Regions from separate parts of the Mus musculus genome. Here all the other regions are linked to region 4. A link is a contact called in public Hi-C, HiChIP or PLAC-seq and promoter capture Hi-C data. All regions are on one chromosome and are shown on one strand. Each heading gives the region's core, a stretch centred on a gene start, on an enhancer-like site or on the middle of the called end of the contact. The rest is flanking DNA. Distances are from core to core; before and after follow the strand shown. Region 1 holds the start of Hmx3 (H6 homeobox 3). Region 2 holds the start of Zranb1 (zinc finger, RAN-binding domain containing 1). Region 3 holds the start of Abraxas2 (BRISC complex subunit). Region 4 holds the start of Chst15 (carbohydrate sulfotransferase 15). Region 5 holds the start of 2310057M21Rik (RIKEN cDNA 2310057M21 gene). Region 6 holds the start of Acadsb (acyl-Coenzyme A dehydrogenase, short/branched chain). Region 7 holds the start of Bub3 (BUB3 mitotic checkpoint protein).

Region 1 (3,840 bases), core at 1,326-3,825, 770 kb before region 4:
ATTAGGAAAGATACATGCTGGATCGGCCCAAGTAAGCTGCCTCTTAACTCTTCTTGGGTCCACACTTCTGGGTCTAGTCCTAGAACTGAGATCGGCCAGAAGCCGTGGACCGAATGTCTTTCACGCCTGTCTTCCTGGGACAGATATGTCTTTCAGGTCTACGGACTCATAGATGGGTTTGTTGCGGGTTTTGGTTTTGGTGTGTTTGTTTGTTTGTTTTTGTTTTGTTTTGAGACACAGTGATTGAACACACGGCCTCTCTGGGTAGGCAGAGAGTAAGGTAGCACTGACTCACAACGACCACCTTTCCGAGAAGTGGAAAGTGTTTCCTCTTTCCCTAATTTAAAAGAGTCCTTGTACATCAGAACTTTAGCAAGCGTGCACACGTCTGCAGCTTCTCCCTCACCAGACCCGCACATACCCTTGGGAGCCTCCTCAGCCTAGTGGGCCGCCAGGTTTGCTGTGCGCAAGCAGTGAGCTCCGAACCGATGTCGTCTATTCAAGAAGAACGATTTCTGCTTTGGGTGGGTGGGTGGGGGTGGCCGCTGCTTGTCCCACACTGTTTGGGCGTCTTAGGTACAGCCTCCTCTCTGGACACCTTTTCTCTATAAAATCTGAGCGTATTACCAACCCTGCTTGAGCCTCGGAGCTGTGATTGGCTCCAACTCGGATTTTAGATGATGCGCCCCTGTGCATTCCAGTAAAGCCTTATACGAAATCAAAGGAATAATAGTAACCATTTATAGAAGCGCTACTTACAAGGCAATAGTAGGGTTCGTTACCGAGGGTGGATGTCAAAACTTTAAATACGACCTTCAAGACTTGGTAGAGGCGGTTCTGGTGCCTTAGGTCTGAAAAATAAAATAAACCTACTTCTCATTTGGGGACCCAAAACTGTCCAGGCTGCGCTAGGTAAGCAAGAGGAGCTTGAATTAGGCAAGACTCAACCGAAAGATAAAGAACGGGCTGAGGCGGAGGAAGTTCAGGTGTGAAGGGATTTTCATCCAGGCTGAGAACAAATTGTCATCTTTCTCGGGCCAAGGAACTATCACCAGGGGAAAGGACCCCATGGAAATCTAGAATTGAACTGATTGTCTCTCCGGCTTCCTGCTTGACCCAGGGAGCTGTTAAGGTCGAATGAGTCCAGCTATTCCTCAGAGGCCCGCCGAGATTCTCCAGGGACTTGGAGGCCCTTGGGACATGCTGCAGGTGTCGTTGCCAGGGTCACAAACGAGAAAGGTACTCTTCTGCGCCTTCGGTTCTTGGCGCCTATATTAAAGCATTAGGCAGTTCCAAATGCCACCCTTTGGGGGGAAAGTGCTGTGTTCAGATCGCAGGCTTAAAGTTGATCTTTGAGCCGCGGACACAGTCACCAAGAAAAGAGCGGTGTCCTTCGGAGTACAGTTGTCAGTGAGGAAACACCGCTACCCCGACAGTTGCACAGGGGAAGCGCGTGCACAGAGTCGCATACCCAACTCCTACTCCTGAAAGATTCAGAATCACTCATCCATTTTCAGGACCAAAGGCCAAGGCTACGCGGATTCCTAAGTCGGCAGACTCTCGACTAGACGAAGAGCGGGGAAGCTCTTTTTGGCCGCACCCTGATTAGCAGGTTTGGGGAAAGAAAGTACTGAGTTCTTTCGGGGCCGGGGAGGCGCCCTACTTCCTGGACCCGCACGGCCAAGGCTTTCCAGCCGCGTGGGGCAGCTGGCCTCTGCCAGGCCGGGAGGGGTGGGAGAGCGGCCGCTGCTAGCGCGGATAACCCGGAGGTGACCCAGGCCAGCCTGCTCTGCCCCTCCCCCTCAGGCAGACCGGACAGCAGCCAGCCCGCAGCCGAGCTGCAGGGGGTAGAGGGAGGTGCTTGCTCCAGACTGGAGCAGGTCCGTGCGCTCCGGCCCGCCGGGGGCGTCTCCTTCTTGAGGTCCCTCGCGCGCCTCCCGCTTGGTGGGAGCTCTCAGAGTGCCTCTTTAGCGAGAGCCAATATCCTTTTGTGCTAATAGGTTTGTCCTCATTTGCTGCCTAATTGGACTATATAAAGCCAATAACAGGCGGGCTCTCATAGCCCGAAGCCAAAGCGCCAAAATCCGAGGGAAGGCGAGGAGGGGGCGGTAGAGGAGGCGGCTGCGGGGCCTGGGCTCGGCTGCGCCTTGGCCGGCCTAATCCCATTTGCCATTGTACGCGCCCAATCGCCGTATACTCCCCGCATTTAACTTGGATGACATTTTGATTTCATCATTAGCATCCGGCGCCGGATTGACGCATCCCCAAGCCGGGGACCGCTCTCGCAGCCTCCTCCCGGGGAGCCGCAGCTCCTACCGGCCCCCTCGCTCCCTCGGCGCAGAGGCAGGTCCGCTCCCCGCCCCTCTGGACCCCTCCCCCCATGCGAGCCCGCCCCGGCCCGGTCCCCACCCCGCCCTCCCGCGGCTCGATTCGCGCCCGGGGCGGCCCCCGACTTTGAGCCCCGTAGTTGAGTTCCGTTTATGGTCTGATTTCCGGCCCCTAGCCTGCTCGCCCCGCCGCCCGCCGCCCGCCTGTCCCGCTCCCGCCCTCCGTGGGACCCGGAGGACTGGGGACCATGCCGGAGCCCGGGCCGGACGCCTCGGGCACTGCCAGCGCGCCGCCCCCGCAGCCACCGCCCCAACCTCCCGCGCCCAAGGAATCCCCGTTCTCCATCAGGAACCTGCTCAACGGAGACCATCACCGGCCGCCCCCGAAGCCTCAGCCGCCCCCACGAACGCTCTTTGCTCCGGCCTCGGCTGCTGCCGCCGCCGCCGCCGCTGCGGCCGCCGCAGCCAAAGGTGCCCTGGAGGGCGCCGCGGGCTTCGCGCTCTCGCAGGTGGGCGACCTGGCTTTCCCCCGCTTTGAGATCCCAGCGCAGAGGTTTGCCCTGCCCGCGCACTACCTGGAGCGCTCCCCGGCCTGGTGGTACCCCTACACCCTGACCCCCGCCGGCGGTCACCTCCCGCGACCAGAAGGTACCGACCTCTCTTTGAACTTTCGTTCTCCCCTCTTTCCCTGTGGGCCGGTCACATTCCCTCTCAGAGATGGTGTCACTGCAGTTAGGGATGCCCCGACACCTGCCAACCAGAGTTTTGGTTAACTTCCTTCGGCCTCTAGCCAGCATCTTTCCTGCGCCGCTCGGCTACGAGGCCAAGGAAACCAATCCCACTTGCTGAGAAAAGAAGTGCAGTTGGAGGCCCGGGCTCTGCGATTCCCGGAAAAAAATTGTCCTCCAGCAGGAATGGGTGGCTTGGGATGGCCTTGGGGGGTGGGGGGGAGGCCTGGAAGGCAGGGTTGAACCTTAGCAGTGGAGAATTTTCCCGCTGGCCCCTGGCGTGGGAAACGCGAGATAAAAGGAGCGGCCCTGATCCCACCATTGCCTGGCCAGTCCTAGAAAGGCGAAGAGATCTTAGATCTTTCTGCCCCACTGCAGCCCAGCGGGGACACGGGAGAACCGAGGCCCAGGGCCAGTAGCCCGAGGCCAACGTGTGGGTTGCGCTTGGTGCTCCCAGATCCCTGCCTCGCTCAAGGCTGTGTCGCTGTGCTTGTGTGTGCGTCCGTTTGTCTGTCTCCCCAGCCTCGGAAAAGGCCCTCCTGCGAGACTCCTCCCCTGCGTCCGGCACCGATCGAGACTCCCCGGAGCCTCTGCTCAAGGCTGACCCCGACCACAAGGAGCTGGACTCCAAGAGCCCGGACGAGATCATTCTGGAAGAGAGCGACTCGGAGGAAGGCAAAAAAGAAGGCGAGGCGGTGCCTGGCGCGGCCGGGACGACCGTAGGGGCGACTACGGCGACACCGGGCTCAGAGGACTGGAAGGCGGGCGCCGAGAGTCCCGAGAAG
Region 2 (3,451 bases), core at 578-3,077, 610 kb after region 4:
AAGAGTCTTTTTGTCTTCAATGCAGTTTTTTTTTTCCTTTGTTCTCCTTTTCAATTATAAGTTGATTTTCACTTTAATTTACTTAGCAATCCCATTTTGTCATTGTGGTTATTTTGACTTAGCCTCTTTCCGTGCTATCATTTTTACCACTAAGATGGTCTTCCTTATCTTTGTGTTTATTTCTTGGTGCAGATTTTTTTTTTACAAGACATTTATTAAATCAAATTTAAAAGCTTCCTCTGAGTCCTATCCCTTTTCTGACTAAAATAAACTACAACTTGGACATCTTACCGTGTGATTGGTGTTTATTTGGAGGCAGCATGCTGTAAAGCTTTGATTCAGGAAGAGGAAGTGCTTAAACAAAGTGTTTCCAAAGGGTCAACTGAACTACTGTTTTTATATAATAGCGTGGGATCCTACCTACAAATGAATTAATTATATCCTTGAGAACGTGTTGTTTTGTGTTGTTGTTTCCATTTAAACTTAATTTATGGATAAGTTCTCAGACCAGGTGGGGGTTGCTGAAGGCCTCTACTCCATAGCAATGGCTATGGAGAGGAAGCACCCCACTGGTTGTGAAAGATGTTGGTGAGGGGAAGTTATACAAAGTACTGTTCTTTTGATGGCCATGGTACAGCTGTCTTATACCATTTTATGCAAATAACTCAAGACACCAAAGACAGCTTCACAAAGTGAATTCCCACTCAAGTTTGGGAAACATCAAACTTCAAGTAACACGGTCATCCTTTTGGATCTGAGGTATCCAAACAATTACTAAATGCCCTCCCAGATTGCTGTTAATGTTCCTTCAAGATACTAATTAATTATTTTTATTTTTAATTATGTGTTTGTGCAAGTGAGTGTGGGTGTTGGTAGAGGCCACAAGAGGGCACTGAACCCCCTGGAGCTGGAGTTACAGGTGACTGTCTTCCACTGAAGTGGCTGCTGGGAGCAGAACTTTGCTTCTCCGAAGTAAGTGCTCTTACACGCTGGCCGTTTCTCCAGACCCCCCATATTACTATCTTTTTAAAAATTACATTTATTTATTTTGTGTGTAGCCCAGAGAACAACTGTGGGAGTTAGTCGTCTTCTTCCACTCTGTAGGTACTGGGGATGGAACTCAGGCTGTCAGGCTTGGCAACTTTACCCAGTGAACTATTTCTACGGCCTTTAACACATTACTTTTAAAGCAGTTTACATTTTGAAAAAGTTTGAAGTAGGGCTAGGTGAAGCTAAGAGTAGTGGTGGCGTAAGTCCAGCACTCCGGAGGTTTAAGAGTTCGGGATCAGTCTCAGCTATTTAGAGGGGTTAGAAATAAATCGGGCTACAAGAGAACCTCGTCTGAAAACAAAATAAAATGCCAAGTAAGCAAGGCTTGTAATCTCAGCGCTCTTGGGGAGGCTGAGGCAGGAATATCGTTTAAGAGTTCCAGGCCAGCCTGAGCCCCAGAATGACAGCCTGGGTCAAATTATTGAAATTTTAAAAACTGTTTTAAACCGCCGAAGGAACGGCCAAGCGGTCTCCCAGTTAGCAAACAGATGCGTGACTCACGCTTGATTCAAAGCGCTGGCGACTCTGCAGCAAAGAGCGGCCGGCGGCCAGGGGAAGAAGGCTCCCACCTCCCAAGTGCATCCTGCACTTAGACTTGAAGACACTCACCCGGGAGGACGCGTCGCGGGACCGCGCGCGCCGTAGCCTCACAATCAGGACGCACGCTGCTGACGTCACGGCCGCGGCCCGCTCCTGCGCCGGGAAAGAGGCGGTCGCCTATTGGCTGCGCCTCCTGAGGCCTCGGGACCAATCACAGGACGGTGAGCAGCGAGGTCCAGTTCCTGACGTTGTGCGGCCGCCGCGGGGTTTATTTAGCTCTAGGGTCCTGACCGCCGCCATTCGGAGTCCTCTGCGCCCGAGGCTGTCCCCAGACCGCTCCGCCCCTGTCCCCGAGCCTCGGCCCCCGCCTCCGCGCAGCCTCTCCGCCCCTCGGGCCGCTGGGAGCCGCGCGCGGGCCCGCGGAGAACATGTCCTGACTGAGGCGGGAGGGCGGAGGCGGCAGCAGCGGGGTGGGCGGCGGCGCCGAGGGAGGCGGAGAGGGGCCGGGCTCGGCTCGTCGCCGCTGGCCGTGCGGGAGTCGCCGCCGCCGCCGCGGCCGCCGGGCGCCGCGCGTCAGACGGGGAGGAGGAGGATCCGCGGCCGCCAGGTAACCGGGCCTGGGTTGGGGGCGCCGCGCCGCAGGCCCCTCGCGGGTCGACCGCGGCCTGACGGGGCGTCGCGGGGAGCAGGCTGCCGAGCCTCCGGGCGGCAGCGTTGCGGGATAGCGCATCGCAGGCCCGGGGTTGTCCGCGGCCGCGCGTCCATCTTGGGCTTCCCAGCGCGGGGACAACCCGGAGGATGAGGGAGAGTGGCCGCCCGGCTTGTTTACCGACCTCAGTTGGCCGCCTTCGTCAGCGGCTGGCGCTGCCCTTCTGCCCGCCTCATTCCGGCAACTGGGATCCCTCCCGAGTCCGAGTGTGTGGGTCTTATTCCCACCTCTTAGTAGGCCATAAACACCCGGATTTGTCGCTCTAAGTTGGTGCTGGTCCCCAAACTTGTGTTTTGGTCCCTTGTCCACTTTCTCTCCCCTCATACGTTGGCCTCCGGTTGCCTAAAGCAAATCAGGGTGAAAGTTGATGTCTGGTGGCCATGGGCAGCTGGAACTCCGCTCCCGGTAACGATCGCTCTGTGCACCTACCTTGTGGGTTTTCTTGTTTTGTTTTGGTTTTCTGCTCTAATTTGGCTGGTCATTGCACAGACAAAAGAGCTGTAATACTTGCTGTTAGCGCCGGGGAGAGGCAGTTTACGTTAAGCAAGAAGTTTGAACCCGCCCATTATCTTGGAGACGCTGGTTTTGAAACCACCTTGCTTAGAATTTTGTATCTCAACCCCTCGATTTCCCCTTTCGGTTACCCACTAAGTCAATTTTTATAAGTTCTTTCCACTGCTTGCAATGTTTGGTCTCTGTATAGTTGACCTGTGATGGTGTTAATAAACGTGATGTACAAATACTTGGAAGTGTTATATAATGAGTGGCTCCTGTACCCCGCAGTCTCTTTCAGTCGACTCCCTACCAACTTTTGCTACATGCATGGTACCTCTGTTGATCAAAAATGGGTGACTTGGCTTATATAGAGAAAACAGGGGAGACCCGAGGATCTTTGTGACAGAGGCCATTAGAAAGTCCACTGAACTATGCTTGGGAAAAGTAAAGCTGGATCCTGTTAAATATTATTTTAATTAAATGAGGTATTTCGAAAGTATATTTGGAAGCCACTCTCTTGATTTGGAGGCTCTTAAAATAGTCTCATTAAATTTTTGTAACTTTTTCATTGGGGGGGGGTTGTGAGAGGTTAAAAGGTAGGGCAGTAATGAGACGTTTTACTTTTTTGGGGGGAGGATGTTATTTGAACGCCATGGG
Region 3 (3,585 bases), core at 156-2,655, 540 kb after region 4:
AGCAGAAGCAGGAATGCAGGGGGAGGGCATGTCGGCGTAGGATTTGGAGGCTGGCCAGGTATAATTGACACCTTATATCTAAACATTACCATGATCATTTCACTGACTGTGTTGAGGATATATTTGCAGGTCAACAGCCTCACTTCATTACCTCGACATTTTGGACTGGTTAATTCTGTTATGAGGCCTTTCCTGAGTTTACCTCCTTCCCCTGGGGTTGGCATTGGAAAATATCTCCTAGCAATGTCAAGCATCCCTTAAGGGCAAAATTGCCACCAACTGGGACTCTGAGAAGTTGTCATAACCAGGAGAGAGAAAATGGTGTTTTGGGTCAGGGTGGCAGATGTGCTGGTAGTGAATCGTAGGACTCAGTATTTTTTTGAAGATCGTTTTAGCTGATCTGATGTAGGGAACAAGAGAAAAGAAGTTGTTAAGGCTAGCTGCAAAGGTTTTTTTTTTTTTTTTAAGATTTATTTATTTATTATATGCAAGTACACTGTAGCTGTCTTCAGACACTCCAGAAGAGGGCGCTAGGTCTCGTTATGGATGGTTGTGAGCCACCATGTGGTTTCGGGGATTTGAACTCAGGACCTTCAGAAGAGCAGTCAGTGCTCTTAACCTCTGAGCCATCTCTCCAGCCCCAGCTGCAAAGGTTTTGATTTGAGTAATTGTCATAAACAGTTTTATTTGCTGAACTTGGAAAAGAAGTGAGAAGTAGCTCTGTAGGGAAATCAGGAGCCCAGCTAGGAATACTGAAGTCTTAGCAAGCTGCAGAAGAAATAGTTCCCTTTTTTTTTTTCTTTCTAAATTTGATAGTTTATTCATTGCTACTTATTTGTTTTTGTCTTCTATGATTTTTGTCAAACTTGAAGGTTTTTGTTTTTGTTGTTTGTTGAAACAAGTCTATGTAGCATTCATTGGCTGGCCTCCGACATGCAACCCTTCTGCCCTTACACGACTTATATTTGAATTGTTTTTGAGTCCAGAATCCAATCGTTTTACCAGCTCCACTACTTCTGACCATAATTCCCCTGTCACTGCACCAGGTGGGGATTATTGTAAATCTCCTTCCCTTCCATTTCTCCTACGCATTAGTCTCAACCAGGCAGGCAAAGTGGTCTGTTCAAGTTGAAATTACATCATGCTGTTCCCAAGTCAAATCTCAACCTGTTCAATTGCTGGAATCATCTCCGGCCTTCCATCCTTCAACTTCATTTGCAGAAGGGACAAACTGGATTATAACAAGGCTGTACAGACAGGCCGGTGTCTGAGGAACACACAAAACTGAAGGTGCTGGTTCTCTTTGATCTGGAATCCTTTACTTCCCTGTCCTAGCTTCGAGTAGCTTGGAGGACTTCATTTCCCAGGATGCTCAGCGGCGGGGCGTCCGGAAGGCTGTGCACCCTCCGCGGGGCATGATGGGGGAGGTGGAGATTTCCATCATGGCGGCTTCCATTTCGGGCTACACCTTCAGCGCTGTGTGTTTCCACAGCGCCAACAGCAACGCCGACCACGTAGGTGCCGGGCCCCCTGCCGTGGCCGCTGGGGCCTTCGGCTTCCTCCTCAGGCCGGCGCCTGCGGCCAAGCGACGACCGCTGGAGGCTCGGCCTTCAATCCCCGGGACAAACCGATGAGCTGGTGACCCAGGCGGCTCCCGCCCCCTTCCAGCTCCTGCACCCCGCGGGCCCTTCTCTGGCGCTCTCGGCCTCGGGCGGGTCCTGGCACAGCTGTTCTCAGTCCAAAGGACCTAAAGCGCCCGGCCCCGCCAGTGTCAGGAGTCGCCTAGCCAAAACTGGGTGCCTACCCCTCGCTGAGAATCGCGCTTCCAGACTTGAGTGCCTTGGGTCGGGATGGAGTTCAAAGGTCTGGGTTGTAATCTAGGAGAGGATCCAAGTTCTGACCCCCGGCCACACGGGTCGTCGTGTCTGTCACCGTTCATACTTATCAGATGTGGCTGTTTGGATTTTTTTTTTTTTCACCCCAGTGGAAAATGGAGAATGTGAATAGGCTCGTTAGGTGCAGAGTCTTGTTTGCACTTCCTCAAAGTTGCCTGTTTAGTTCCTCAGCGAGTGTTCTAATCCCCGGAACTTGTCTTAAGAGGGAAGTGACAGGCCCACTTATGAGCGATCAGAAATGTACAGGCCATGGAGTCCATAGGACTCTTCGGTGTCTTTATTTTACGAATTGCCTTTCAATGCCGTTGACCTCTGGAAATTATTTGTGAAATAGGTGCTTTTACAGGACATTACTCTCCCACCAATTAGCGGTTTGTGTGTGTGTTGTTGTTATTGGTGAACGATTTAAATTCATTGAATAAGAGATGGGGCTTTTTGTGGTTGTCATTATAAAAACAGTAGTTAGAAGGGAAACTGGATTTGGTTTGATGTCACTGATCTTCGATTCCATTAATAAAGACTGATTCTGAGAGGCGATTCCATGAGTATACTGAGTGGAATGAATTTACTGTTCTTTTCATCTCTGCAGTGTTGATGGCAGAGATTACTGATAGGAATATATTCAGCATTGTTCTGCTTTTTTTCCTAAAGCCAGCTCTGACCTACTAGCCTTCAGTATTGCAGCTAGCTCTTAATACTGTAAGTGGTTGTAAAGTTCCTAGCGTCCATGGACTGCAGTTACGAGTTCAGGGTGCTTATTTATTCTGTTTTAGAGAGTACCTAGGAATGTCATAGTTTGTGTATAAGACAAGATTATTATAAAGATAAGAAACTTGGACAGTATTTCTAGAAACTGCCATAGTTCCGTTTCTTCACTTGTTATTTATTCTTTGTTGTCTTGAGATAGTGTCAAGGCTGGCCCTGAACTCCTGATCACCCCCAATCCTAAGTGTGGGGATTTCAAGGGGAAGCCATTAAACCCAGCTCTAGCTTTCTAGCTATTTAATAGCAATTTCCTTAATATTTATCTCCTACTTGGCATGAGGGAAGAAATTTTATACAAGGCCAATAGTTTGAATTGTGTTTTATATGATTATACATTTTTATATTAACCTTACCACAGTTATGGGTGTGGAATACTTAAAAGTAATGTCAGGCGGGGCGTGGTGGCACACGCCTTTAATCCCAGCATTTGGGAGGCAGAGGCAGGTGGATTTATGAGTTCGAGGCCAGCCTGGTCTACAGAGTGAGTTCCAGGACAGTCAGGGCTACACAGAGAAATCCTGTCTCGAAAAACCAAAAAAAAAAAAAAAAAAAAAAAAAAAGTCAGTTTTAAAGTTGAAGAACCAAGAATTTACTTTTTAAAAGATGTGTTTGTTTGGTCTAGGAAAATTAATCTAAAGCTAAACTTATTCTGTGGAGCTAAAGTTAGCAAACATTTTTGAAAACATTTTTGAGATTATAACTACATCATTTCTTCCTTTTTCTCCCTCCAGACTCCCTTTCCCCCACACACTTATACTCCTTCTTGCTTTCTTTCAAATACATGGTCTCTTTTTTTTTTATTAATCACTATTATATGCTTATATGTATGCATATATATTCCTAAATATAACCTGCTTAGCCTGAAAAATGTTCCTCATCTGTAAGGTTCAGGACTGTGCCTTTGTTTTGGATAACCAATTGGTGT
Region 4 (3,842 bases), core at 506-3,005:
GGTTCCAACCCGGACAAAGCGCGCTTACTAGAGGTGCCCACGTCCAGCCACCAGTAGCCTAGCAGTAAGCAAACCAGCCCTAGCATTGGGTTGCTCGCTCTAGCGGATCCAGACAGGCAGGCAGGCAGGCAACGTGGACACTCGACCACGGTGGGGCAGTCAAAACGAGGGTGCGCGGGACCTCGGAGTCCTAAACGTGAACACAAATGAGCGCAAGCCGGCCAATCGATTCGCCAGAAGGAGAAAGAAGGCGCTTCCCCTGCTCTCCATTCATTCCCTGCACAGTCTGGCTCCCCTCGCCCTGCCGCCATCCAGGATCCCCCGGGCTCCACATGGGCAAGTGCGCCAAGACCCGCTACCAGACACAACGCCCGCTTCCACTCCATTGGAGCACACAGCCCCACGGACTAGCACGCTATCAACATCCTCAGCGTCGCTCCTCGCGTCCGGGCCCCTGCCTTCTCGGCTTCCACCATCACCACCCGCCACCGCCGCCCCCACGGCTTAGCTCAGAGCTGCCTCGTTCTGCTCTCTGCTCCCCAGCTGGCGGGAGACACAGCTGAGACTCCCTAGTCAGGCCGCTTCGGGGACTAGGGTACAGCGACGATGGGAAAAGCGGCGAGTAAAAAAAGTTGAGACTGATCCCTCGGTTCCTCCCAGGCCTGTCCCCACGGTGTCTCCTCGGGAATCTTGCTCCCACAGACGCTGACGCCTGGGGCTGTTCCCCGAGACCCACACGAGCCTTCCCACCCAGAGCGGCAGTGCGGCTAGAGCCCGGATTCCCGAGGCGGCTCCGATTGGTACCCAGAGACAGTGGCAGATGCCCACGTACCTGCCCCAGGCTACGCCTGGAAACTTCCCCTAAAGTGTGCGGGGGAGGGGCAGTGAACACGACTAGGGGAATCCCGGTCCCCAGCTCTGCCTGTGGAGAGCTCGCTCCAGAAAATCGCCGATCTGTCTATTCATTGGCCTTATATCAGTCGTCCTTCCCTCTCAGTTCCTGGCCGACCCAGGGTCGCGCGAATTCTGACTCCTTGGGGCGGTTCTGCGGGACAGCTAGCCGGTGCGTGCCCCGCGGCGTGCGTCCTCCGCCGGCCTCCAGCTGTCCACAGCGCCACCACGCCAGCACCCGGTCCTCTGTCTTGGAGCTCGGACCACATTCGCTCTGTCTAGGGAGGGGGCGTGTGAGCCCCGGCTCCGCCACCGGTAGTCCTTCCCGCAGGGTCCCCAGGCGTGCTGGGCACCTAGAGCACGGCCAGGACCGCGCAGCGAAAAGGACGCCTCCTACAGGGGACCGTGCCTGTAGCGAGGAGGCCTGACCGAGGGGTGCGGGCCCAAACCTGCCGGAGCTCGGCGCGCTCCAAGTTCATTGTCTGCCTGGGCCGCCGCCGCCTCCGCGTCCGGAGCCTCCGCGCAGGGAGTGAAGCTGCACACAGCCCTGGCGGTCCGGACTCCCAGCGCCCATTCCCCGCCAACCTGGGCGAACCCGCAGAGGGGCACCGGGACCCAGAGCCAAACCTCCGCCCGCCGCTACTCGCCACCCCCTGCCCAGTCACCCAGAGCCCAACTTGTACCTGAAAAGCCCAAGACGATCTCGGAAGCCTCTGCAGCTCCGACTCCGCGGGAGCGCGCGCCCAGCCCCGCGCCTAGCACCCCGCACCCAGGGCGCGTCAACCTGACTCCCCGAGCGCTGGGAGGAAAAGTTTGGGAGTGACTTGCAGATGGCGAATGAAACCTCTGAACAGAACCCTCCCCCCGCCCCATGTCGCGCTGACACACATCAGCTCGAGTCTGGAATGCAAGATCAAGGCGTGCGCGCCCTGCTGAGCGGTGGGTTTGGTCCCCGCCCCCTCGCCCAGCAAGTAAATACAGTTTGTGTATTGCGGTGACTCCGACAAGACAAAACCGAAACCTGGTGTGTGTGGCAGTGACCCGGCTACCAGAAACAGTTTTAAGGAACTTGGCAGTCTAGAGACAGCCCATACATTGATATTCAAGGCCACTGACGCGAGTGGTTTCGGCGCCCTCTGTTGTATTTTTGCATTCTACAAAGGCTGCCTAGCTCTTGGGCCCTGTAGGTTTGCTTCTTCTGAGAGGTAAGGTTCTACAGGACCCCGAGTACCACTGCCGCAGTGGCCTACTGGGACTGCTTCAAGGAAAGGCTCCAGTGATCGGCTGTGGGCTGAAGATGAAATCAGTTAACATAAAATATGACACCTTAAACTCTTAAGACTTGTTCGGGACAGCCTTTGGAGCACCAAACCCCAGACTCTGGGGAATAGGATAGAAGCCACAGTCTTGGGTCTGCCCACGTTCCTATGGCCAGAGTCCAGCATCTTCTTTCTTGAAGCAACCGGGAAAATGCTCCCTAACTGTAAAATGCTGGCATATGTGCTAAAGGTGATTCTAGAGAACGGGAGCCCCTTTCAGTCTTGTTTGAGGTTCCCACCTCACCCCCCAAAGTCCTAGAGTTCTGGTTCAGCATCCACGGCGACTGAGTCAGAGGTCACAATCAGAGGGTCACGACTGCAGATAGGAACCCTGGATGACAGGGGAGTTCTTAAAAACCACTGTCTAGCTTCCCAACAAATACTGCCTCTTATATAAAAATCTGCAAAGAAAGATTAATGAAGCAGTGAGACTGCCCTCCCAGTCGGTAGACTGGATTGCTTTTCCCCCCATGTAGACTTGGCTTAGTGATTTGGAGGTCTTTATTATTTTTTTTAAACAAAAACCTTTTTTTTTCTAAAAATACAATGAGCTGGTTTTTGCAGAGTTCACAATTCCCAATAGATAATGATGCCATTTTTCATGGTCTTACACACGTTGTGGCTTTGGGGTTTATTTATTAGCTCCGGAGAAAAGACTGCCTTTCAGTAAGGTTTATATATTCGAGTAATTGCACTGGGACACAGTGCAGGTTGCTGTTTAAGAGGGTGGGTTGTGCAGGCGCCTACAAGCAAAGTCCTGGGCCAGGCAGCTGTCAGACCAGGGCATGCGGCCGGTTTAAGCAAACACAGTGAAGGTTCTTTGGAAACAGCAAGGAGGAAATCCCTTCCTGTAAGAGTGTGTGGAACATGATCCCTGGGCCACACGTATGGGGACTTTCCAATACATGCCCCATTATGGGGATAGCGCTGGGCCCACCCAGATGACTTTCAAATTCAGGTGTCAGAAATCACAGCTGACATGGGAACAAATTGTTTTTAAGTAAAATCCCTGGGCCACTTTGATATGAGTTCCACCAGGACTTTCCAAGGTATTATATATGTTCCTGAGCTTACCTGAAGAAGGGTTTTTTTTTTTTTTTTTAATTTTCCCCCCTCAACATTAACTTCAAAAAATTAGCCTGTTATTCCAAAAAGCTCTGACAACACCCAGTTGCCTCGTGTGAATGAAGACAGGGAGAGAAGAATGGATGGGTAGGTCTGTGAAGACAGCTGGAGCTCAGGCCTTCAGCAATTCCTACGTAAGAGACAAAAGTGGACGGGGGGGGGGGGTGTGCAATAGGGTCCACACCGTTAATTCCAGCACTTTGGAGGCAGAGGCAAGTGGATCTCTGTGAGTGGAGCCTGATCTACAAAGTGAGTTCCAGGACAGCCAAGACTACACACACACAAACAAACAAACAAACAAAACGCCTGAAACAGAGAGAAACAAATACAGAAAGCTTAAGACAATAAGCACACCCATGCCCTCCCCAGACACTCATCCCAGGTTGCCTAGGTTCAGATTCTATCTCCACCACCTACTGAGCACTGCTGAGCAGCTCATGCCATTGAGTTATTGCTCCTAGCTCCTCAGTCTTCCACAGTGGTTACACAAGTACATTTTGTGTCACT
Region 5 (3,766 bases), core at 206-2,705, 950 kb before region 4:
CAAGACTGGGGGGAAAAAAAAATCACAAACTGTCCATCTTTTAATAGGTCAGTAAATAGGCTGCCGTGACAGTCTTAGTTTGATATATCAATCACAAGGAGCCTTCTAGAAGGGAAGAGAGTCAGTTTCAGAATGTCTAATGGTTGTTAAACAGATCCTGCTGAGATACGTGAGAACAAGAATGCTTACCTGGACTGCATTCTAATAAAGCTCTTCCACTAATTACCAGTGACCCGCCAACTCACTTCCAGTTAACTAGCCCGAAATCTCCATATTTTTAAGCTTGCTCATCAACCCTGCCGTTGGAAGGCTTAGTGGTCTAACCTATGTCTATTGGCATGTTTTTAACTTCTCTTCCCTAATGACTCCTGTCCTGTCAGTCTCAGAAAATCCACAAACATTACGAGCTGAGAATAAAGACACTGATTCATATGAACACTTTCATCTAGACAAGTCACAAACCTGTCATCCAGGACAGTGCAGGCAGTCTTGCCTCGACTGGTTCCACAATACTCCTCTCCTAAGTATACTTCCATGTTTCTTGCTGAACTCAGAACGCCAACCGAAAGGATTTCTTCACCCCCATTAGGGCCACAGTTCAGGTAAATGAAGCAGGGGTTTTCATCTCGGGGGCTCAGGCTGCTTTTCAGACTAACCGGATCCTGGCTGAGAAGAAAATTGAAAAAAAAAAATCACAGAGATAAGTTTTCCGAGTAGAAGCATAACCCATTAATCCTTTCAAACTCACCTCTACTTGCCATGAGAACCAAGAACCTTCCCCATCACCCACAGATACTTCTCACAGAATTAATAAGGAACAGAGGTTTGAGGCGTCAGGGCATTCATTCCCGTCCACTTTTCCTAGACCGTGGACAGCCTATTCAACTATCTAATTCATTCGCAGTCAATTAAAAGCGTTTACTGAATGTTAAAACAACCATGTGTCTTTTTCCAAGACGCCGTGGTTCTTGTTCCCCCCAAATAGAAGACTGGGGGCGTTCGCGGGTGGGGGGCGAGGAGGATTGTAACAGGAGGGCATCTTGAACACGAGTTTCCCGGCCTCTCCGGCCCAGCGCGCACCCTTTGCCCGCAGCCTCGCCCACCTCCAGGCACCACCGCTCTCCCCCATGCCGTCCCCGCGGCCTCGCTCGGCTCCCTCGCCCGTCTCGGCTCCCGTCCTCCTCCCGGCTCCTCAGCAGCGTGACTGTCACCCGACCCCGGCCCTGGCCCGGCGCACCTCGGAGCTGGCGGCTCCAGTAGCTGCTCGAAGTCCAAGTCTTGGGCACGTGGCCCAGTCCGGGTAAGAAAAAGGCTTTGGGTCAGCGCCCCGCACGCCGCATCCCAGGACGAGGTCAGCGTCGGGCCGCGGTCCAGTCCCGCGTCTTCGATCGCGGTCTCCATTCTGTCTCCTCCAACCCAGGCGGCGTCGGAACCTCTCTCGCAGAGCTTGCGTTTCCTTCAGTGCCCAGGGGAGGTGAAGGTTCAGCACAACTTCCGGTTCTTCCCCCGACCCCACCCCATCCCACTCCAACCCTTCCCATCCCGGGACCCAACCACCACACGTGCGCATGCGTGTTCGTCTCCCTTCCAGAAGTTGGTTTAAAATCTCCGCGGAAAAGAGCCAGGGGTTGGCTCGTGCGCGGAATTCCTCCGCTCCTGGGGCAGGTGCCGCGCGCATGCGCAGTGCTCTGCGCGCGGGAACCCAGGGGTTTATTTCCACGTTGGCAAAGCAGCGACGCTTTAGGGTGGGAGGTGGGGTGGCGCCTGGGCGGTGTCGGCACCCTGAGGGTGGTACCAAAGCAGATAGGTGCGGTCTCCTTGGCTCAAGCAGCCTGTAAAGCCAGCTCCCAATCCGAGGTCCTCGGAAGAGGACTCCGGGGACCCTTCCTGCGCCAGCCCGTGGAGTGAAGGCCATGCAGGCTGCTTTTGAAGCAGTGCGACCACGGCTGATCGCGTTGTTTCACTGCTCAGGTCACCTCCGTGGGCTGTAGAGTGGAGCGCGGCGCTTAGCATTGCAGAATAATGCTGAGTGGCCGAAGGCACTAAACACTGAACCCACTAAGACCCGGCTTCCGAGCCTCAGGAACCCGGTGGAGCGTGCTTGCACGTCCTAAATGACAGAATTCTCAAGGTTAAAAATGTCCAAGAGGCTCAAAGCTGCGACTTAAGGTTTCTCACTCATAACCTTGACAAAAACTGGCAATGGGCCTTGGTCCCTTCAGAAGTACATTGTACGGTCAAACTTTCTGTGGTGACAAGTGGGACTTGAAACTTTATACTCATTGGAAAGAAAGCTAGGTATCGGCTGTCGTTCCACCCCATACCCACCCCCATTATCTTCCTGAAGTGGGTTGTGTAGATAATTTAAACATCTATTGAGGCGAGGGGAGAAATTTGTTTACAGAAATGTGGAGTACCTGAATTTTAAAGTTGTGCTTGAGGCCTTATATATAATTTCTGGGGAAGTTTTGTTCAGCCATAACCTAGTTTTGTCCCAGAACTTTTTGTTCATCGCTCAGAAAAAACGTTTTGCTTTAATTTTCATTTTAGTCTGTATGTGTACCCCTGTTCAAAAAACGTGTTTATGTCATCAAGAAAAAGATGATTGAATTCTATAGACAGTCACCAGAGTGTATGTATAATGTGTTCATCAAGTTTGAAAGAGAAATCAGAGATTCAGTATAAACAAAATCTAGAAACAGTAACCTTTAATTCTAAAAGGCTCAATTTATATTTTTAAAAGAAATTCCCCACATTCTAAGTGGTCATCATTCTTGTTCTGTTTAGTATGGGGAGCCCCCTCAGAGTGCACAACCAATTGAAAGTCTTTATTCTAGGTATAGCCCCTGAGTGTCCAGAACATGGGATTTTAAGAGACCTTAAAGCGAAGGCATCTCCCTTGGCTGCTGCATCAGAGCACTACGGAGTAAGCAGTTTTAACAGAAGCTAAGATGAGCTGTTAGCCAGCCACCAAGGAGGGTTCTGAACAAATGAGCAACTTAGAAGAACAGTTAGCTGGAGGAGGTTCCGCACAAACAAGCAGTTTCAACAAAGGCTAAGATACGTTATCTTGGCCATTCTGACCTTTGGTTCCTAGAGTGGAGTTGAGTAGTTTTCCATAGGATTCTCCAGCTCAAGGAGATCAGATTCAGGGTAAACCTGAAACCGGCCGGTGGCAAGAAGGCCTTTGCAGTGTCTTGCCCTGTTACTCTGTATTTCCGGCTCCTCTGGTTATAAACTAGGTTAATACGTGTAGACAGTCCTAATGGAAGTACACTCTAGAAACACTAACTTGCAGGTTTGCGTGCAAGATTAATAATACCTTGCGGGTTTTTACTTCCTTAAATAAGGCTGATGAATCAGAAGACTAAAGGCACCTATCATAAAAGACTCCTGCCAATAAATCACCGTTTCTCCATCCTCTCAAAAGCTCTTATCTTCATCTCTGCTTGTCATGTGTTGAGGCGTTAGCTTCATCTGAACTGTTCTGGGAGTTTCTCAGCCAACATCTTGCGCCTGTTCTCATTACCGCCATATCCTCTGCTCTGCCCTCTATCCCTTGTAATGATTGTTGCTGATGGCTGGACCAACATGACCTTTACATCTTAGCATTCAAAGCCTGGTGAACTCAATCTCCTCCCCCTAGAATACTATCCCTTTTCAATAGTTTTGGAGGAAAAGAACAACCTCTCATTCACAGCCAAGCTTAAACCCGTACTATAGAATGGAAGCGATTCCTCGGCTACATCGCACTGTTTGAAGCCCT
Region 6 (3,480 bases), core at 40-2,539, 910 kb before region 4:
AAGAGATGCCAGGCTTAATGTTGCTGAATAAGTCCAGTTGCACATAAAAGTACATTAGCTCTATCGCCAGGGAAATATATGTAACAACCACCAGGACTCAACCACGGCATATCTGAAGCCCATCTTCAGTGTCCCACAGTACAACAGTTACGGTTTCCTGGGAAACACGGGACCCTTACAGGAAAAGAACTTCAAACATCCCAGTTCCCCCGCAAGGAACTTCCAAGAAAACGTTCATCCTCAGCTGTGCTGAAGACAACATAAACTCAAGACAAAGTCTTACAAGTAGTCCAGATGTTTTAAGCAGCTGTTTTCATGCTGTGTCTTCTAAGTGTAATTTCCCTGGACCTCACAACTTCAGAAGTCTTCATGTCCGTTCTCACTCCTCTGTCCGGTTCTGACCAGCACACAAAGGAGTCATTAAAGAGGCCATGTGGTTACTGGCAGCTACCACTGACTATACTTAGGATCTACAGTTAGACAGACAGCACTTGGACGCTTAGCTGAGGAGGAGCCACATTGAGCATCCAAGAACATTCCCGACAGTCGATCGATGATGAATCGATCGGGGACAGAAATCTTGAATGAGTCGGAAGATCCTCCCCAGCCTCACCTGTTCCCAACATTGGAAAGTACAGGCAGTAGACGCCAGGTCATGAGAGAAAGAAAACTCCTTCCCAACAGCAGCCCGGGGTTAACACCCTATCCAGGATACACCGGGGTTGCTGGGGTCGACTTTGGCACCCCGAGAATGCACTACACAGGGATGCTCCCTGCGATCGCCACCTGTCAAAGCCGGAGACAGCTCCCCACCCTGAGCTCCGAGCTGCGGCCCGACGGCGCCGACTCGCTCGCGAGCCTCCGGGCGGCGCACCCAGTCACTTACGAGCCCAAGAGAGTCCCGAGTCACCACGCTGGCAGCCCACGGGGCACGCAGGACCCTCCGCTGTGGCCAAGGCGAAAGCGGTGTTAGCCGGCTAGCAATGAACCCGGCACTTTACCTTCCGCCATTCCGTCAACGTGCCCTGAGTAACCGTAGCGCCGCCGTGGAAGCTGACCGCCCCCCGTGACTCACCTCCTGACAACCGCACCGAGGAATCCCCACAGCCCTTTTCACTGCCGTCGCCGCCACCGCCACCGCCTCAGCGTTCGTCAGCGTCGCAGCTGTAGCCGCCATATTTGTTGTGTCTCCGCTCCCTTCCCGCCCGCCCCACGCCTTGCCCAAGTCTCGCGTGAGCGTGCTGCAGGGAGCAAGGAGAGAATTATGTCTCTCCTGGGGTTCCGTAGGCGGCAGTGGGCGGGGACTCAAAGGGGTGTGTGAGGGGCGGATGCTCGGAGTGGGCAGGGCCCGAGCTTGCCAGGCCGAGGGAGTCTTGCGCAAGGGTTCGTGGAAAGCCTTGCGAGCTTAACAGGGCCACCCTGCCCGAAGCGAGGATGGCGGTCTCTGCGCTCCAGCTGTGGCGTATGGGCGGGCTGGTGAGTGGGGTCGGTCGAAGCGACCGTCTCAGGAGGCCTGTGGCCACACTGATTCCTGGCGACGTCATCTTTTCCTAATGGGCTGGGGGTCTGGGAGGCTGGTGGAGGGGGCTGAGCCTGGGGCTGGGTCTCCACAGACCCTTCACCTCCGTCTGGTTTTCCTTCAGGATCCGTCCCAGCTCATGCCACATTTCCCCGGATGATGATGATGATTTTTTTGTTTTGTTTTTTGGGGTTTTTTTTGTTTTTGTTTTTGTTTTGTTTTTTTTTTTTTTCGAGACAGGGTTTCTCTGTATAGCCCTGGGTGTCCTGGAACTCACTCTGTAGAGCAGGCTGGCCTCGAACTCAGAAATCTGCCTGCCTCTGCCTCCCGAGTGCTGGGATTAAAGGCGTGCGCCACCATCACCCAACCGATAATGATGATTTTTAATGACTAAAATCTAGGCCTGCTTGTCGAGCCTATTGACACTCTCTTCCCTTCAGCAGCCCAGCTGGAAGGGACCTCTCATATTTCTGGGTCTTAACCATTCAGGGAAGGAATTTCTTAGGCTTTATCTCACTGCGGGGATCTGACCAGCTCCCTTAGATTCTGAGGAGCCCAAAAGCCCATTCTAGTCCTCTTCCTCAAACTTGGTCTGAGGCCAGCCTCTTGTCTCACCAGGATGTTTCTGGCCTCCCTTTGCTCTCTCGGATTTCCTGAGCTTGGAATTAGGACACACAGTACAGTGCAGATGACAGCATCTGTCAGAATAACAGAAGACACTCTGACCAGTCAGAGGGGGCAATGGGTTGAACCATGAGCAAACCTACGTTAGCTGGACTTGGTGCTATTTCTTCAGGTGCCTGAAAGAGACAGCTTTCCTGGAGGATGTTTCTCTACTTAGGCGATTGACGAGCCCATTTAGCTAACTTTGAAGTGAAAGGACAGTTGGGTGCCTTTGCTGTGGTTGTAGTTAGCTGGAAACCCTCCAGCTAAATAGTAATCTTAAAATTTCCTCGGGCAGATGTTAAGTCTCAAGTCTCACCCATTATTCTGGCGAGCAATCAAAATCCTGCAGTATTTATTCCCGGTTTTACAAGCTACTGATGAGAGGAAGTAGCTTGTAAACGGTGAAGCAAGTCTGCACCTCTTTGCCTCACATTGTAGATAATTAACGTTATTTTATTGTTTTACAAGCTTGGGGTGTTTAGGAAATTAATAAAGTTGTGTTAGTGTATTGTCACAAAGGATTAGAAATGGGTTCTTGTGATTATTATTTAATACTGTTTAATAATTGTTGCTTAATAATAATGTAGCCAGCAGACTTGTCTGGGTTGTTGAGTTTGGCCACCCTTTGTTTTTCTAGCCTACAAGCCCTTGGTGCTCTTCCAGCTTCCAGTCTCTCTTACTTTGCATGAACCTCTTAACAAGTAGCTATTTAACCTTGAGATGTAGCGATTTCAGACAAAGGATTAGGTGACTTTGACAAAAACTACTGCTGCTTCTCCTTGGTCGGAGATACCACGGAAGTATTTTGTTTAGATTTGTGCCTTATTGTCTTGCGTAGGTTTTGGATCTCTTTTATAAAAAATAGTATATTTTGCTGAAATTTGCCTGAAGCATGGTAGTTAATTAATTAAGTTCTGGTGCCAAACTGCTTGGATCTAGAGCCCAGGCTCTGTGGTATAACCTTAAGCGGTTGCTTAAACTCTTTGAGTCTGTTTTCTGATGGGTAAAGTGGGGGTCGGGAAGGACGGTACCTATCTGTAGGGTTGTTGCGAGGGCTGAATGAAAACGTTTTTGTAAGGCACAGAGACGAGCATAATGGTTAGCCAGCTTTCAGTAAATGTCTTTACTCCCATTCACGAGGCACCGTGTGCCATAGCAGATACAGTATAGACTAAAGCACATGTGTTAAAGAAGTTCACCCTCACCATTTAGACCTGCTTCTACCTAACCACGTGTTAGTTAGCAGTAGGAAAAAAAAGACCTCAAGGGGTCCACAGTGTACCCCTGAGCTCAAC
Region 7 (3,847 bases), core at 406-2,905, 760 kb before region 4:
TATGCTCAGAATCTGGAAACAGTAATAGAATTAAATAAACAACTGGGAAAGAGAACCAAATAAGTCAAGAGGTAAAATTATTTGGCTAAACTTAGAATGCAAAACAACTCAATGCATTAAAAAAAATTGAACTTGGCCATTGATTTGTTGAAAGAGAAGAGAGAGAAAGAACCACATACTAGAACTATTTGGAGAGGGAAGACAACCAGAATATTTTAGCCATAATAACCATCATCAGGACAAAAGACTGGTGTGTGTGTGTGTGTGTGTGTGTGTGTGTTATTGTCAGGAATCTTAAGTGCATTTAGTTCAGAGTCTGTGCACACATAAGATCTTTCTTTCTTTCTTTCTTTCTTTCTTTACTTTTATTTTTTTAGACAGGGTTTCTCTGTGTAGCCCTGGCTGTCCTGGAACTCACTCTGTAGACCAGGCTGGCCTCGAACTCAGAAATCCACCTGCCTCTGCATCCCAAGTGCTGGCTGCGCCACCACTGCCCGGCAAGATCATTTTTCTTTTCTTTTCTTTTCTTTTTTTTTAAAAATGTACCTTGAAAGTTAAGTAGTTTAAAACTAGAGACAACTTCCTACTTCATGCAACAATTTCAAAATAAAAGGGATTGTCTCAAAAAGATGGGACAGAGAAAAAGAAGTTGTATCCAAGGATTAATTAGAAACTCAGTAACATTTTGCATGTCAGTATGCTACTATGTTGTTTGTTAAGTACTGCTTTTCTCTCACAGAACCAAAACAACCTTTTGATTCTCATATTTTTTAGAGGATTCTAGAAACAGAAAGTGCAGCAAACTGAGCCTGCAACTTCCATGATAATGCAGAGGAAGGTGGGAGAGGGAGGACAGTCACAATGCTAGGTCCTATGATGAACATTCCTAAGAGATTCTGGCTGATCGTTAAAGATTGGAAATATTTGTGTCCTGCTCTGTTCACCCTTATGGGTGTGGTACTCTTCTAAAGCAAGGAGTAGTTTGACTGAGTGTGTATTCCCAGAGCTGCTTAAGAGGCCTGACATTCAGGTGCTTGAAAACTGTGGAGAGATGAAACGATAAAAATGAGATCACTAGAACTCAAGGGAAATGAGTCTCTAGTTCACAAATTGATAACCCAGCAAAATAAAAGCAAATAGTACCTTTGACTAGAAATTATTCTTCAGTATGACTAGTCTGGATTAAGTCCAGGGGTATGTGCACGGCTAGAAAGAAAATATTAATTTATATCTATAGTAGTTATCAACCAAAATGAAATTCTGTGTCTGAGAGATAGAGGAGAAGGATGTCACAAGAGCTAGATAAAATCTCTTTTCTGCCTTCTAGTCTGTGGATGTTCAGGCAAGCAGCTCCAGGGAGACTACAACTCCCAGCATGCAGCATACAATTGTGGGCGGGCGTGAACGCCTTCATGACCTGAGCATACTTGGGAGTTGTAGTTTTCCCTCCGCAGCTCCAGAGATGTAACCTCGGCGTGGAGGTACTAAGAGACCCGGTGAACGGGGGGGGGGGGGGAAACGCGGCTTCCCTTTGAGCCGGAACAGGATGACTGCGGAAAATGAGGCAAGCAGTAAATCAGACCAATCAGCTGCCGAGATCGAGCCGTTGGCGTTCAAAATCAGCCAATGATAGGCCTGCTCCGGAGCTTCCTCTCCGCCTTCTCCGCTTTGCCTGCGAGTGCTCGGAGGGAAGCGGATCGGTAGTGGCCGGTGCAGAAACGTTGCTTAGGCGGACAGGAGGTAGAGGTTCGGGCGAGGGCGGGCGGAGCGGGATCTGTGGCCCGTGGCCGGCGCATCGATGCACAGAGGGATCCGGTCGAGGTCCATTGTGTTTTATATGGGGATCTGCGGGCAAGGAAGGAGGCCAGGCCGGGTGGAGCTCGGCGGAAGCGGGATGGCGGCCGGCCTGGATCAAGGGGGACTCGCGCAGGCGCAGGCCGTGGCCGGCCTCTGTTGCTCCGGTTAGGAACTCAGACTTAGCGTTTTGTTCTACAGATGACCGGTTCGAACGAATTCAAGCTGAACCAGCCACCCGAGGATGGCATCTCCTCGGTTAAGTTCAGCCCCAACACATCCCAGTTCCTCCTGGTCTCCTCCTGGGATACGTCTGTGCGCCTCTACGATGTGCCCGCCAATTCCATGAGGCTCAAGTACCAGCACACTGGTGCTGTCCTGGACTGCGCCTTCTACGTAGGTGGATTCAGTTTCTGCTCCTGTCCCCTTAATACTGAGATGTCCTAGGCCTTGCCAGTAGCATCTCATACACGGTTCGAGAATTCTGATAGTTCATAACTACTCGGGAATTCTTCCCTTTAGCCTGGCATCAAGCCTACTACAATGGTTTGTGTTCTTATTTCTTCTCTCGTGGCAATTTCAATCTCCATTTGTAAATTCAGACTTGAGTAAACTTTCTGGACATAGATAATTGAAGTTAGCAGCAAGACTGATTTTTAGCTATCCTTTGAAAAGTAATGAATGTTGTCTAATTTAGCCTTAACTCCTGGTGTCCACCTTGTATTTGCTTCCTTGTGGAGATCACTAACTTGCATTTTTGTTTGCTTCTTAGTTTCTGTCACACTGGACATAACACTTGGCTGTAGAAATAGCAATGTTGAAAATGCTTGCTAAAGCTTTGTAACTTTGAATTGGCTCCAAATGTAAGAGTGGGGTGGGAGGATGTGGTGGCCACAACTTTAATCCCAGAGGCAGAGGCAGGAAGAGCTCTTGAGTTTTGAGGCCAACCAGGGCTACATAGTGTCTTCCAAAAAAAAAAAAAAAAAAGTAAGAAAGAAAAAAAATCAAACCCAAATTTTGCTTTGTAGGATCCAACGCATGCCTGGAGTGGTGGATTAGATCATCAACTGAAAATGCACGATTTGAACACTGATCAAGGTATTAATATAGCTACATTTTACCAGTTTTTCTTTACTAGTGTATTTGTGTAGAAATGCTTATTTAAGAAGAGTAGGTGTTTTCAGTACTTATGTGAAGGCGGAACACGGCTTTGATAATAGACTTTTAAAATTGGATTAAGTTACCACAAATGGAACCTGAATTTTGCAGTAAAGCCCCTTCTGAGCACTGTCTTTTTTTTTTTTTTTTTTAAGATTTATTTATTTAATTTATAAGAGTACACTATAGCTATCTTCAGACACATAACAAGAGAGCATTGGATCTCATTACAGATAGATGGTTGTGAGCCACCATGTGGTTGCTGGGAATTGAACTCAGGACCTCTGGAAGAGCAAACAGCCAGTGCTCTTAACTGCTGAGCCATCTCTCCAGCCCCTGAGCACTGTCTTAAGTGTCTAGTGGAAGCATCATTTAAGCATTTGACTGTCACTATTAGAAGTCTTAAGCAGCGGACTGGACTCAGGGTCCGGTTTGTCAGGATTTCTTTGGACAGTTTGATATTTTAGGTTGGTCTTTTCACAGGCTAAAAAAAAAAGTACATTTTAAAAATGGAGCACGGTAGCCCCGTCATATTTATCTTAGTGATGCCTTTGCGTTCTTAGCAGGAGAATGTATTTCAGTTGGCTGTGTAAAAACATTTCTTAAGAGGTTTATGATTTCACTGTGGCAGGATTTGGAATGGAACCCAAGACGTGCAAAGCGCTCTGAGCTTTGTTTGCCTGCCCTGTATTGGATGTAGGTATACTGGAAAGCGATGGTGGGGGTGTAGACATGTGGCTACCTAGAGGCCAGCTTGAGCAATCCGAGTGGACTGAGAAGCACATCTGAGCCAGGTGTGATGCTGCTCCTGGAATCCCAGCACTTGGGAAGGGGAGGCGGGCGGATAAGAAATTCAAGGCCAGCCTCGGCTATATAGATAGTTTGAGGCCAGCCT

The links. Promoter capture Hi-C pulls out the DNA fragments that hold promoters and counts their contacts. Hi-C and Micro-C count contacts between places; a contact is called where the count stands out from the background. HiChIP or PLAC-seq counts read pairs in DNA pulled down with a chosen protein or histone mark.
Region 1: an H3K4me3 HiChIP or PLAC-seq map of embryonic stem cells shows a contact between it and region 4, with 12 read pairs. The contact joins the promoter of Hmx3 here to the promoter of Chst15 in region 4. A contact is called at or near these places in 2 of 39 promoter capture datasets (embryonic stem cells and pre-B cells), 18 of 484 Hi-C or Micro-C datasets (Th1 cells, embryonic stem cells and muscle stem cells), 9 of 115 datasets of contacts at active chromatin or transcription factors (embryonic stem cells, large pre-B cells and stem cell-derived neural progenitor cells) and 2 of 9 other capture datasets (adipose tissue and embryonic stem cells).
Region 2: an H3K27ac HiChIP or PLAC-seq map of microglia shows a contact between it and region 4, with 7 times the contacts expected there. The contact joins the promoter of Zranb1 here to the promoter of Chst15 in region 4. A contact is called at or near these places in 1 of 39 promoter capture datasets (pre-B cells), 3 of 484 Hi-C or Micro-C datasets (CD4 T cells, CD8 T cells and embryonic stem cells), 5 of 115 datasets of contacts at active chromatin or transcription factors (embryonic stem cells, large pre-B cells, memory CD8 T cells and 2 more) and 1 of 9 other capture datasets (liver).
Region 3: a contact with region 4 is called in a Hi-C map of CD8 T cells, with 2.9 times the contacts expected there. The contact joins the promoter of Abraxas2 here to the promoter of Chst15 in region 4. A contact is called at or near these places in 1 of 39 promoter capture datasets (pre-B cells), 4 of 484 Hi-C or Micro-C datasets (CD8 T cells, cardiomyocytes and embryonic stem cells), 2 of 115 datasets of contacts at active chromatin or transcription factors (embryonic stem cells and large pre-B cells) and 2 of 9 other capture datasets (adipose tissue and liver).
Region 5: an H3K27ac HiChIP or PLAC-seq map of extraembryonic endoderm stem cells shows a contact between it and region 4, with 9 times the contacts expected there. The contact joins the promoter of 2310057M21Rik here to the promoter of Chst15 in region 4. A contact is called at or near these places in 2 of 39 promoter capture datasets (hippocampal neurons and pre-B cells), 1 of 484 Hi-C or Micro-C datasets (muscle stem cells), 3 of 115 datasets of contacts at active chromatin or transcription factors (embryonic stem cells, extraembryonic endoderm stem cells and large pre-B cells) and 2 of 9 other capture datasets (adipose tissue and liver).
Region 6: an H3K27ac HiChIP or PLAC-seq map of extraembryonic endoderm stem cells shows a contact between it and region 4, with 4 times the contacts expected there. The contact joins the promoter of Acadsb here to the promoter of Chst15 in region 4. A contact is called at or near these places in 1 of 39 promoter capture datasets (embryonic stem cells) and 4 of 115 datasets of contacts at active chromatin or transcription factors (embryonic forebrain, extraembryonic endoderm stem cells, large pre-B cells and 1 more).
Region 7: a contact with region 4 is called in a promoter capture Hi-C map of embryonic stem cells, with 3 times the contacts expected there. The contact joins the promoter of Bub3 here to the promoter of Chst15 in region 4. A contact is called at or near these places in 2 of 39 promoter capture datasets (embryonic stem cells and pre-B cells), 6 of 484 Hi-C or Micro-C datasets (Th1 cells and embryonic stem cells), 8 of 115 datasets of contacts at active chromatin or transcription factors (embryonic stem cells, large pre-B cells and stem cell-derived neural progenitor cells) and 2 of 9 other capture datasets (adipose tissue and embryonic stem cells).

What each region holds. Positions count from the first base shown.
Region 1 is chr7:131,540,388-131,544,227 of GRCm38.p6, forward strand. Hmx3 (H6 homeobox 3) reads left to right here and starts at 2,576. Exons shown (of 2, transcript NM_008257.3): 1 at 2,576-2,975; 2 at 3,578-3,840. The coding sequence starts at 2,576.
Region 2 is chr7:132,929,349-132,932,799 of GRCm38.p6, forward strand. It overlaps Zranb1 (zinc finger, RAN-binding domain containing 1), which reads left to right and starts at 1,828. Exons shown (of 10, transcript NM_207302.3): 1 at 1,828-2,197. It overlaps 1500002F19Rik (a long non-coding RNA gene), which reads right to left. Exons shown (of 2, transcript XR_003946678.1): 1 at 1,660-3,451.
Region 3 is chr7:132,857,820-132,861,404 of GRCm38.p6, forward strand. Abraxas2 (BRISC complex subunit) reads left to right here and starts at 1,406. Exons shown (of 9, transcript NM_198017.3): 1 at 1,406-1,514. The coding sequence starts at 1,416.
Region 4 is chr7:132,315,473-132,319,314 of GRCm38.p6, forward strand. It overlaps Chst15 (carbohydrate sulfotransferase 15), which reads right to left and starts at 1,756. Exons shown (of 8, transcript NM_029935.6): 1 at 1,575-1,756. It overlaps Gm10584 (predicted gene 10584), which reads left to right and starts at 192. Exons shown (of 1, transcript NR_028578.1): 1 at 192-2,819.
Region 5 is chr7:131,361,271-131,365,036 of GRCm38.p6, forward strand. It overlaps 2310057M21Rik (RIKEN cDNA 2310057M21 gene), which reads right to left and starts at 1,456. Exons shown (of 6, transcript NM_026655.4): 1 at 1,238-1,456; 2 at 463-666. The coding sequence starts at 1,401.
Region 6 is chr7:131,409,312-131,412,791 of GRCm38.p6, forward strand. It overlaps Acadsb (acyl-Coenzyme A dehydrogenase, short/branched chain), which reads left to right and starts at 1,290. Exons shown (of 11, transcript NM_025826.4): 1 at 1,290-1,476. The coding sequence starts at 1,435. It overlaps Ikzf5 (IKAROS family zinc finger 5), which reads right to left and starts at 1,167. Exons shown (of 4, transcript NM_175115.4): 1 at 1,076-1,167.
Region 7 is chr7:131,558,715-131,562,561 of GRCm38.p6, forward strand. It overlaps Bub3 (BUB3 mitotic checkpoint protein), which reads left to right and starts at 1,656. Exons shown (of 8, transcript NM_009774.4): 1 at 1,656-1,740; 2 at 1,996-2,190; 3 at 2,823-2,892. The coding sequence starts at 1,996.